Regions from separate parts of the Salmo salar genome. Here region 2 is linked to region 1. A link is a contact called in public Hi-C data. All regions are on one chromosome and are shown on one strand. The core of a region is the stretch at or near the end of the contact, and the rest is flanking DNA. Distances in the headings are between cores, read along the strand shown. Region 1 overlaps LOC106567056 (extended synaptotagmin-1). Region 2 holds the start of LOC106567055 (proliferation-associated protein 2G4).

The links. A called contact is a pair of places that touch in the nucleus more often than the background predicts.
Region 2: a contact with region 1 is called in a Hi-C map of gill, with 3 times the contacts expected there. The contact joins the promoter of LOC106567055 here to the enhancer-like site in region 1. A contact is called at or near these places in 3 of 3 Hi-C or Micro-C datasets (blood, gill and muscle).

What each region holds. Positions count from the first base shown.
Region 1 is chrssa13:41,883,244-41,888,953 of Ssal_v3.1, reverse strand. It overlaps LOC106567056 (extended synaptotagmin-1), which reads left to right. Exons shown (of 31, transcript XM_014135893.2): 8 at 273-393; 9 at 639-815; 10 at 2,506-2,588; 11 at 2,750-2,798; 12 at 3,434-3,523; 13 at 3,751-3,846; 14 at 4,019-4,090; 15 at 4,217-4,303; 16 at 4,834-4,983; 17 at 5,251-5,436. Among protein-coding and RNA genes, the nearest start is that of LOC106567056, 11 kb to the left of the region's middle. Within about 2 kb of position 3,178, at least 3 of the 13 cell types and tissues checked have an H3K27ac peak or open chromatin away from gene starts, as enhancers often do.
Region 2 is chrssa13:41,917,552-41,923,261 of Ssal_v3.1, reverse strand. LOC106567055 (proliferation-associated protein 2G4) reads left to right here and starts at 3,634. Exons shown (of 13, transcript XM_014135890.2): 1 at 3,634-3,931; 2 at 5,225-5,353; 3 at 5,649-5,710. The coding sequence starts at 3,844. LOC106567054 (receptor tyrosine-protein kinase erbB-3) reads left to right here. Exons shown (of 27, transcript XM_014135888.2): 27 at 1-840. The coding sequence ends at 76.

The sequences.
Region 1 (5,710 bases), core at 1,929-4,428:
ATTGTGTATTACCCAGAGCCCGTAAAGCGTCTCATAGTAGGAGTGCTGACTTAGAATCAGGTTCCCTCTTTCCATATACTATAATTTATTAAGAGCTGAACTGCAAAACTGATCCTAGATCAGCACTCCTACTCTGAGACGCTTTGTGCATACGTGCCACGATATCATGTTTGATGCATGTTCATGTTGTCAGCAGTAGTATATAGTCTTTGTCTATTTGTTTGTTTCCCATCTCTGTGTGTCCCCAACACCACCCTTGCATTCATTTGCAGTGCCATGTCGGACACTAAGATAATGGATGCTATAGCCTCGTACCTGGTCCTCCCCAACCGCCTCACTATCCCCCTGGTGGCCAACCTGCACGTTGCGCAGCTCCGCTCCCCTCTCCCACGGGTAACACCACTGAAATACTCAATCACCTGTCCTGGAGAGTCAGACTCAGACTGAAGCATTTACAAAACACAACAGATTGACTGACCCTACTTGTATGACTGACGTAGATAAACACCCGATTGTACTGAGACATATGACTGTAGGAGTTCACAGCCATGTCTCAGGGCAAAGCTGCAGAATGTGGGAACCAGTGGACGGCGAAATGTAGACTGTGTGTTAATCATGCCTCTCTGTCGGTCTGTCAGGGAGTGGTGCGTATCCACCTGCTGGAGGCTGAGGAGCTGACAGCCAAGGATACGGTCATTAAGGGGATAATCGACGGGAAGTCTGATCCGTATGCCGTGCTGCGTGTGGGCACACAGACCTTCACATCACACACCGTGGACAGCAACCTCAACCCACAGTGGAGAGAGATGTATGAGGTGAGAGAGCGAGATGATTGAGGTGACAAGAGAGGAAAGAGAGAGAGATGTTTGAGGTGACGAGAGGAAAGAGAGAGAGATGTTTGAGGTGACAAGAGAGAAAATGTTTGAGGTGACGAGAGAGAGAGAAGATTGAGAAAGAGTGGAAGACGGACAGAGAGTGATTGAGAAGACAGAGATGTGAGAGGGGGGAAAACTGATACATTACTGTCTAAAGATGAATATTCACCGTTCCGAGGCGCACAGCTGGGATAGTTCTCCGACCAATTATTTCAGAGATGTGAGAGCGGGGAGAATAGATGGAATACAACACCACAGACTGTCTAAAGCTGAATTCATCACTCAGAGCTACCGCAGAGCGTTGCTGGTCCCCCAGCTCATTATTAGTTATTGCATATTTATGAGTCTTGTTAAATGTGTCTGTTATTGAGGTGGGGCTTGCAGCTGGGAACCCTGTGAAAGACCAACTGAACAAGTCAAAATAGTTACAGTAGATCCTCCTTACTTCAAGCACCTTTCAAGACAACTCAGGAGGACATTGCAAATTGTCAGCAAAATGAAAATATGAAATTAGAACATTGGTTGAAAACTGGTTTCCACGTCATTTCAGCAACAACGTTCAATGTGACGTTGAATCAACGTGGGAAACTGATTGGATTTGCTAAAAGTAATCAATGTAAGGGAATTTTACCAAATCGAACATAAGTCCAATGACATGGTGACATTTCTTCTCGATTTCACGTTGAATTCATGTTAGTTGACAACTCGACCCAATGTAAATCAAAACTAGACGCTGAAATGACGTCTGTGCCCAGTGGGTTGACATTCACTGCTTGTACAGCGCCATTGTAAATGCCTTTCTCCCTGTAGTGACCTGATTGTAGCCCTGAGTGTGACATCTGTCTTAGGCTTCGGTCCATTAAGAGGGGAGTCACCGGCCCTCCACCACTGCAGCCTGCTATGAGAGAGAATGTCGCATGTCGCACTGCCCTTGGTTTGTTTTATCTGCTTCTCTCTGTAAGAATCCCACAAAAAACAAGGCCTGCGTATTGCAGAAATACCACTTCAGTGAACCACACAGCAATATTTACAGTGGTAGGAGCAGATCGGGCATATTATAAGTGCGTCCCAAAATGGCACCCTGTTCCCTAAATAGTGCACTACCTCGCAGAGTGTTTTGACCAAACAGGTTTTCCTCAGGCAGCGTATTCTGCTTTGTGCAGCAAAGAAAAGGGGAAGCTCTGGCCTTGGTTTCTATAGAGATGGTTTTGTTTATCTAGTTTGATCTCTTAGTTGTTTCCTCTGCTGCATCATGAGAAATGAACGGTCTTGCACAAGGAGCAGAGTATGTGTGATAGCATGGACTTCAGGGCTGTTGGGAGAAACTCAGATGCCTTATATTTGATGCTATATAGCTCTGCAATAATGTAGCTATCAAACATGGGACCTCTTTGGATATTTTCAATTGATCCTATTCGCATGTGTCTGTCATATTGTATTTTTAAAGAAATGACGTTCTTTATTAACCAACTCCATCGGAGTACAAATATATATATATATTTTTTTTATACAGCTTTTCTGCTACATATACATTCAGTCTGTCGTGTTGTTTGCTGTTACTGTTGCTACTGTGTCATCTGGTGTGGTGTTTACGTGTGTACATGTGTTTTATACTGTGTGTGTGTGTCAGGTGATTGTCCATGAAGTGCCTGGTCAGGAGTTGGAGGTGGAGGTGTTTGATAAAGACCAGAACCAGGATGACTTCCTGGGCAGGTAGCATCGTCGTCATTCCCTCGCGCTTTCTCTGTATTTCTCTGTTACACCATCTCCATCGCAGTTACAAATGCACTTGTGCTACGTTGTAATGTTCCTTCTCTCTCTCTCTCTCTCTCTCTCTCTCTCTCTCTCTCTCTCTCTCTCTCTCTCTCTCTCAGGGTCAAGATGGATCTAGATATCGTACACAAAGCCAGAGTTTTAGACGAGGTGAGTTACAAGTGCTAATGGCTATATGCTTTAGTTTTTCATCTTATTTACTTCATATCGAAAGTAAGTCTGACACGTCACAATAGTATTGGTTCAGTAAAAAGTAATTTACTTTCACTATTTAGAAGTAGCTCCAGTCAATGAGAATTTTAACTGAGGTATAGTGTATATCTCTCTCTACCAGCTATTGTCCGTATCTCGTATAAGATAGTAAAAGCTGGAATGAGTTGGAATTAAGGCTGCCCTTAAGACGCGGCTGTAGACTGAATTACGGTTGGATCTGGTAATCCCGTTTAAAGCAGCAGGTGTCATGCAGACCCAGTGTGCCTCCCTCCTGATCTCCTTCTGGCTCTCTGGGCTCACCACCGTCTCACTACAATAACGTGACCCCCCCTAGTGTTTGAACTGTGCCAGTGCACATCAGTACAGAGAATCACCACCTCATATTGTCTACTGCTTGAGTACCGGCTATTCTAGAATATTCGCTCTAAACACCGCTACTTTAAAATGTAAACGATTACCACCACCTAGAATGAGTATCTTTGTCATTCCACCTCAAGCACTCACCCCCCCTCTTCAACACTCATTGGTTCAGTCTGAAGTTCTCGTTAAACCCCCCTCTCTTTCTCTACTAGTGGTTTAGTCTGAAGGATGTACCATCTGGCAGTGTTCACCTCCGTCTGGAGTGGCTCTCTCTGCTGTCCTCTGCTGAGCGACTCAATGAGGTGCCCACTACACAACATCACTGTATCACTACCATGTTCCCATGGTCAAATAAAATGCTTGCATGGTTTTGGGTAGACTCCCCTCACATTTTTAGAATAAGGAGTGCTTGTGATGTAGTTTGTAAACATTGCCGTTGCAAGTTGGATAGAAATCTCATTACGCCTTCAGCATTTAAGCTGTAGTCATGGCGATGGACCACTAAAGCCCTGTCTTCCCCGGTGATCAGGTTATCCAGAGGAACCAGAATATGACCTGTAAGACAACAGACCCTCCTTCTGCAGCCATCCTGGCTGTCTATCTGGACCGGGCTCAAGACCTGCCTGTGAGTACAGACTGACTGACTGACTGATGCTCTGGGCTGCAGTGCTGCGGTCTTTGTCTGTTCTGACCCTCCCCCCCCATTAGCTGTGACAATAGCAAAAGCTTCTCTTCATTATGTCCCCTGTGGCTGGCTGTTGGTGTGTGTCACATCTGTTTTATATGTTGGGCTTCAGATGAAAAAGGGTAACAAGGACCCCAGCCCCATGGTGCAGCTGTCCGTAGAAGACACAACCAAGGAGAGTAAGGTAGGAATTCACCTCCATAGGCCCTCAGAAGGTCTTAATAACTATAGTGTACATTTGCCTTAAGCTCTAGGTTAGTGTATTTCTCTCATGTTCCATCACTTGTATCCTCTCCCCTATGGTTCCTAGACTTGTTATCTTACCACTGACCCAGTGTGGGAAGTTGCCTTCACATTCTACATCCAGGACCCTCGCAAACAGGAAATTGATATTCAGGTAATAAGATATCCACAAGCCTATTTTCTCTCTATCAATCGCTGTCTTTCTCTATCAATCTGTCTCTCTCTCTTTCCATCTCTCTCTCTCTTTCCATCTCTCTCTCTCTATCAATCTCTCTCTCTTTCCATCTCTCTCTCTCTCTCTATCAATCTCTCTCTCTCTCTCTCTTTCCATCTCTCTCTCTATCAATCTCTCTCTCTCTCTCTCTCTTTCCATCTCTCTCTCTCTATCCATCTCTGTCTCTCTCTCTGTCTCTCTCTCTATCCATCTGTCTCTCTCTATCCATCTCTGTCTCTCGTAATGGGTCACAGTGGTAACCACGTCACAGTGGTTACGAGTGGATCCTCGTTTACTGCAGATGTCACAGACACACACCACTGTTGTAGAATATCAAACCTTATCCGCCCTTATCCACCTGTCAATCATATCCACACATCTTTTTACCTTTTCTCTGTGAAACACCCAACCTCCTCCTCATCTGCCTCTCTCCTCCTCCCCCTCTTTCTTCCTCCTCCTCCTCCCTCCAGGTGAAGGATGATGACCGGGCTCTGTCTCTGGGCAGTCTGTCCATCCCTCTGTCCCGTCTGCTGGCTAGTCCTGACCTCAGCATGGACCAGTGGTTTCAGCTGGACAACTCTGGCCAGGCCAGCCGCATCTATATCAACGCTGTTCTGAGGGTGGGTGGGGAGCACGCACACAAATGCAGGAAAGCGCGCACGGGAAGCACAGCGCGCACACAGAAACCCACGCAGGCACACGCAGTATGCAAACACACGCGTGCATGCAGGCATGCGTATGCACACATATACACACACACCTACAAACACACACACACACACACACACACACACATGGAACACATACACAGTGATGCCATGGCATAACCTGTCCTAAAATGTATGTCTCCGACTAAGTATCTCCCTCTCTTCTCTCTCCTGATATAGGTGCTGTATTTAAATGAGGATGCCTCTCCTACCAGCCCCGTATCTCCTCACCCCCTAAGCCCAGGGTCAGGCCACGGAGATGGGGGTATCTCATCAGAGGTGGCCCCTGGGGGAGTGAGTGGAGCCCCTAAACCTGTACCCATCCGACCCCAGCAGACCACCCCTGACTCGGACTTTGCTAGTGAGGTGAGTCCGCTAACTGAAACACACACACACTGACTTCCACTACAGCTTGTGTGTTCACTGATGACTGTATAATCCGATGCGGGATGCACACAGTCTGCCACAGACAGAGCACGCAAAGGCCTGTCCCGTTGAGGCCGGAGCAGGCCGCGCCAGGTGGAAAGGTCGCAGCAACAGTCTGGAGGGAGGCAGAGTTCATCCCACACTTCTATAGTGATGTCTTCGGTTGGTCCTTTAGCCTGCTTTTTCTGCCCACCTGCAGAGCGACGGCCCAGTT
Region 2 (5,710 bases), core at 2,385-4,884, 34 kb before region 1:
CAGCAACACATCGTTTGACAACCCTGACTACTGGCACAGCAGACTGTTCCTCAAGGCAGATGCTGTACGCACATAATGATGTGGACTGAGAAAACAACAACCATGATGATGCAAGCACAGACAAATATATTTGATATAGTCATGTATCAGGCTCTGGTGCAGCTCAACTGGTAATGTAGCGTTCTTTTAGCGCTACATTACTGGCTGAAGGTTTTTTTTTGTAATGTCGTGTATGTATTCTCAGTTAGTTTACATCATCTATCCAAACCTCATGAACCAAAGAAACATACAAAAAAAATGTCCTATGTAGCGTTGATGTTATCTATCCATTTATAGTGACATCACAGTCTTCAGAAATGTAACCAAGTCGGCAGCTCAACATCAAAGGATAGCCTAAACTGTCAATAAGTCAAAGGCAAATAGTGCAGGGAGAAATATATAGACATAGCATACAAAATGTACATAGACAGACATAGCATGTATACATAAAGCAGAAATAGGCGGCCAACGTACACACACTAATGCTGGATCAAATTCCTGTGTTTGCACTTCAACTTGAACCACTTCCTGGTGAAACCAATGTTTACCTACGTGGAACCTCGAGGTTCCATGGGTGAGGTCTGCCATGTAATGTAAATTTGTAGCTTATAGTTTGCTAAATGAAATGAAGTATTCTTGGTGAACATTTATGAATGAATTTTAGTCATGTATTGGCTATGTTATTGCAAGTGATTGGAGACGAGCACTGTTTTGTCAAAAAAATGTATACGTTTTCATGTAATATAATGTGAATTGCTGTCATGAAAAATTAATACTTATACATATAATTGTTTTACAACAGTTTGGAGTTTTGAATTTGATTGTGTGTGTGTGTCTGTACTTGAACAGAGCTATGCTCAATCATGAGGCATCAAAGCCAAAGGAACTGAATAATATTAAGAAATGCTATAGATGGAATGAAAGTAGTGTGGATAATCTAACAAAAAACACTTAGATAACAACAAATTCAATCGCTTCTAGACAATTTCCTGGACAAAATGTTTCACTGTAATAGTGACGGTGTAAACTTAGCACTAGAAAACCTAAACAGTATATTTGACCTCTTAACTTCCTATCAAATCTAAACATTTCAAGCAGACAACCTAAGAAATTTAATTACAGTGACAAATAGTTTTATGAAGAATGCAAAAACCTAAGAAAGAAATTAAGAAACCTGTCCAACCAAAAACAGAGACCCAGATAACCTGAGTCTACACCTTCACTATGGTGAATCACTAAAACAATGCAGAAATACACTACGGAAAAAGAAGGAACAGCACGTCAGAAATCAGCTTAATGTAATTGAAGAATCCATAGAATCTAACCACGTCTGGGAAAATTGGAAAACAAACTTGGAAAACAAACAACAACACGATAAAGCACTTCTCCAATCTTTTTGGCTCTATAACAAAGAACAAAGCAAAAACATATACTACATGATCAAATACAAATCTTAGAATCAACTATAAAAAGACTACCAGAACCCACTGGATTCTCCAAATACATTGAATGATCTACAGGACAAAATACAAACCCTCCAACCCAAAAAGGCCTGTGGGGTTGATGGTATGCTAAATTAAATGATAAAATATACAGACCACAAATTCCAATTGGCTATACTTAAACTCTCCTCAGCTCTGGCATATTCCCCAATATTTGGATCCAAGGACTCATCACCCTAATGCACAAAGTGGAGACAAATTTCACCCCAATAACTACAGTGGGTTATGCGTCAACAGCAACCATGGTAAAATTCTCTGCATTATCATTAACAGTAGACTTGCACATTTCCTCAGTGAAAACAAGGGACTGAGAAAATGTCAAATTGACTTTTTACCAAATTACCGTACGACAGACCACGTGTTCACGCTGCACACCCTAATTGACAAACAAACAAACAAACAAACCAAAACAAAGCAGTCTTCTCATGCTTTGTTGATTTCAAAAAAGCTTTCGACTCCATTTGGCATGAGGGCAAATTGATGGAAAGTGGTGTTGGGGGAAAAATATACAACATTATAAAATCCATGTACACAAACAACAATTGTGCGGTTAAAATGGGCAAAAAACACACACATTTCTTTCCACAGGGCCGGGAGGTGAGACAGGGATGCAGCTTAAGCCCCACCCTCTTCAACATATATATATCAACGAATTGGCGAGGGCACTAGAACAGACTGCAGCACCCGGTCTCACCCTACTATAATCTGATGTCAAATGTCTACTGTTTGCTGATGATCTGGTGCTTCTGTCCCGAACCAAAGAGGGCCTATAGCAGCATCTAGATCTTCTGCACAGATTCAGCCAGACCTGGGCCCTGACAGTAAATCTCAGTAAGACAAAAATAATGGTGTTCCAAAAAAGGTCTAGTTGCCAGGACCACGAATACAAATTCTATTTAGACACCATTGCCCTAGAGCACACAAAAAACTATACATACCTCGGCCTAAACATCAGCGCCACAGGTAACTTCCACAAAGCTGTGAACTATCTATCTGAGAGACAAGGCAAGAAGGGCCTTCTATGCCATCAAAAGGAACATACAATTTGACATACCAATTAGGATCCATTAGAACCCATTGCCCTTTATGGTTGTGAGGTCTGGGGTCCACTCACCAACCAAGAATTCACAAAATGGGACAAACACCAAATTGAGACTCTGCATGCGGAATTCTGCAAAAATATCCTCTGTGTACAACGTAAAACACCAAATAATGTATGCAGAGCAGAATTAGGCCGTTACCCGCTAATTATCAAAATCTAGAAAAGAGCCATTAAATTCTAAAGCCACCTAAAGCGATTTGCAAACCTTCCATAACGAAGCCATCACCTACAGAAAATGTACCTGGAGAAGAGCCCCCTATGCTAGCTGGTCATGGGGCTCTGTTCACAAACACAAACAGACCCCACAGAGCCCCAGGACAGCAACACAATTAGACTCAACCAAATCATAATAATTACTTGACATACAGAGTACACAGTGGCAGAATACCTGGCTACTGTGACTGACCACTGTGCACTTCCTAACCTCCTGCCAAATGTATGACAATATTAGATACACATATTTCCCTCAGATTACAGACCCACAAAGAATTCAAAAACAAATCCAATTTTGATAAACTCCCATATTTACTGGGTGAAATACCAGTGTGTCATCACAGCAGCAATATATGTGACCTGTTGCCACAAGAAAAGGGCAACCAGTGAAGAACAAACACCATTGTAAATACAACCCATATTTATGTTTATTTATTTTCCCTTTTGTACTTTAACTACTTGCACATCATTACAACACTGTATATAAACATACTTTGACATTTGGAACTTTTGCGAGGGTAATGTTTACTGTAATTTTTTGATTGTTTTTTTTCACTTTTGTTAATTATCTGTTTCACTTGCTTTGGCAATGCAAACATACGTTTATCATGCCAATAAAGCCCTTAAATTAAATTGAACATTGACAGCGAGAGAAAAGCAAGTCGAGATTTGCATACACTATTTTTTGATTAGTCATAGTAATGTAGATATGCAGATAATATAATACGGAAGAACGGTACCAGGCCAACATCGAATGACTACTGAATAAGGCCTACATGTAGCGATAAAAAAAAATGTTATTCAATTCGGTGCTCAGCGTGCACGCATGGCGTGGGACGTTGTCCGCCAGTAGGAGGGGTCTCAGGCGTTTTGGGCCTGGGCTACAAACCGCGGAGGAGAGAGCAGACCAGGCAGCGTGGTCCAGACTGTAGCTGAAACCCGCGAAAAAAAAAAAGTTACTTTGAGTGAGAAAGAGCTACCGAAAATATGTCTGGAGACGACGATCCACAAGAGCAGACAATCGCCGATGATTTGGTCGTCACCAAGTACAAAATGGGTGCCGAGATTGCCAACCGTAAGTGAATATGAACATGTTGATTGAGTTTAAACGTGACCGAGTCCACTGATTGTATGCAGAGGTGACTAGCTAGCATATTCATCTATCACAATGCAGCCATGTGCTGTGTTGCTCGCTAGCGATAAATCAATGACTCGTCGGGGCTAGCATTTTGCCCGTGTCGTAGAGAAATCGTAGCCACGAGTTAGCATATTATTGCTAGCTAATACTAAAGTTAGTCTATACATGCACTTATGTAACTACTAGTTAGCTAAAGTGGCTAAATGATGGTGGCTAACTGACATGCCGCTAGTGAGCTAACTAGCTAAGATTCAATGCACTGCCTGGGAAGTTGTCACTGCTGGTAAAACTAACTGGTCGACAAACTGCCTTCTGAACAAGTTATGATCCAGTTACATCTACCTAGTTACTTATTTGCAAAGTTTAGTCAGTTAATTGCCAGAGTTATTTCAACTAGCTCATGTAGCTAAGCCAACTTGCTAGCTACGTAGCACAGCTGTTAAACGCAAAGCAAAGAGGTCGTTTTTTCCCCCCAGCGCTCATCTCATGCATGCTGTCAATCATCCTGAACTGTCAGCAGCAAGTGAATCGTTTTCTCAATAAACCTATTCTCTCATTGTATATGTAACAGTCTTGCGTCCGTCCCCCCCAACCTGGGCTTGAACTAGGGACCCTCAGCACACATCTACAAGTCACCCATGAAGCATGGTTACCTATCGCGCCACAAAAGCTGCGGCCCTTTCACAGAGCAAGAGAAACGTCTTCAAGGTCTCGGCGCGAGTGACGTCATCGCGCAACGCTAACTAAGCTACCAATTTCACACCGGTTACCTGTCGGCACAATTACCATCAGCACCTGTCGGTTCAGTGGCAATGCATTGCCTCAGACCTGTAACACAGCTATAGCTAGCGGCTATGCAATAACGTTACTCCCTGTGCACCCACCTATAGCGATGATATACTCCCCGTGCATCAACATTGAAGACCTTGAAGTGTGTTCCTTGGAATTGATGTAAATCCTGATGATCCCCCATAATGCTGCTGGGAAGGGATCTTTATGCACTTTGCTTCAATGACAAGAATCTTATATTTTCCTCATGGAATGTTTTGTAAACAACTGGTGTAGACTACTAGCAGGATAACAGTGAAATGCTATTCGACAAGCAGATTTAAAAGTGTCAATATCCACGGCCTTGCCTTATCAAGGTCTCCATCAGTCATCTTCCCTGATCCTAATACTAAATACTTAAAGCTTACTTACTTAACCTCTGTTCTGTCCTTTCCTATCCAGAGGCCCTGAAGGCTGTGGTGGAGGCAGCCAAGGCTGGTGAGACAGTAGTCAGCCTCTGTGCGAAGGGAGATGCCTTCATCATGGCTGAAACTGGAAAGGTCTTCAGGAAGGAGAAGGACCTGAAAAAAGGTATGGGCCTCATCTCATTGGTTAATTCAATAATTTGCCTTGTCATGACTGAGTGAAGTCAAGTAGCTTTTATAGAGTTTTGTAGTTTACTTTTTGACTGAAGAAAAGTTGAATCTCAAGTCTTATCCTCGCTTACTCATCCTTTCACCTTGCCTCCTCAAAACGTCAGAAGGAAGTGAGGAGACAAGGAATCAAGGAAAACACTTGATATTCTCTTGTGCAGACAGTGCATGGAAAATGACTTGCTGACACTATTCAATGTAATTAAATGTCTGTACTTTATTGGCACCCTCAGGTATTGCTTTCCCAACCAGCGTGTCTGTCAACAACTGCGTGTGCCACTTCTCTCCGCTGAAG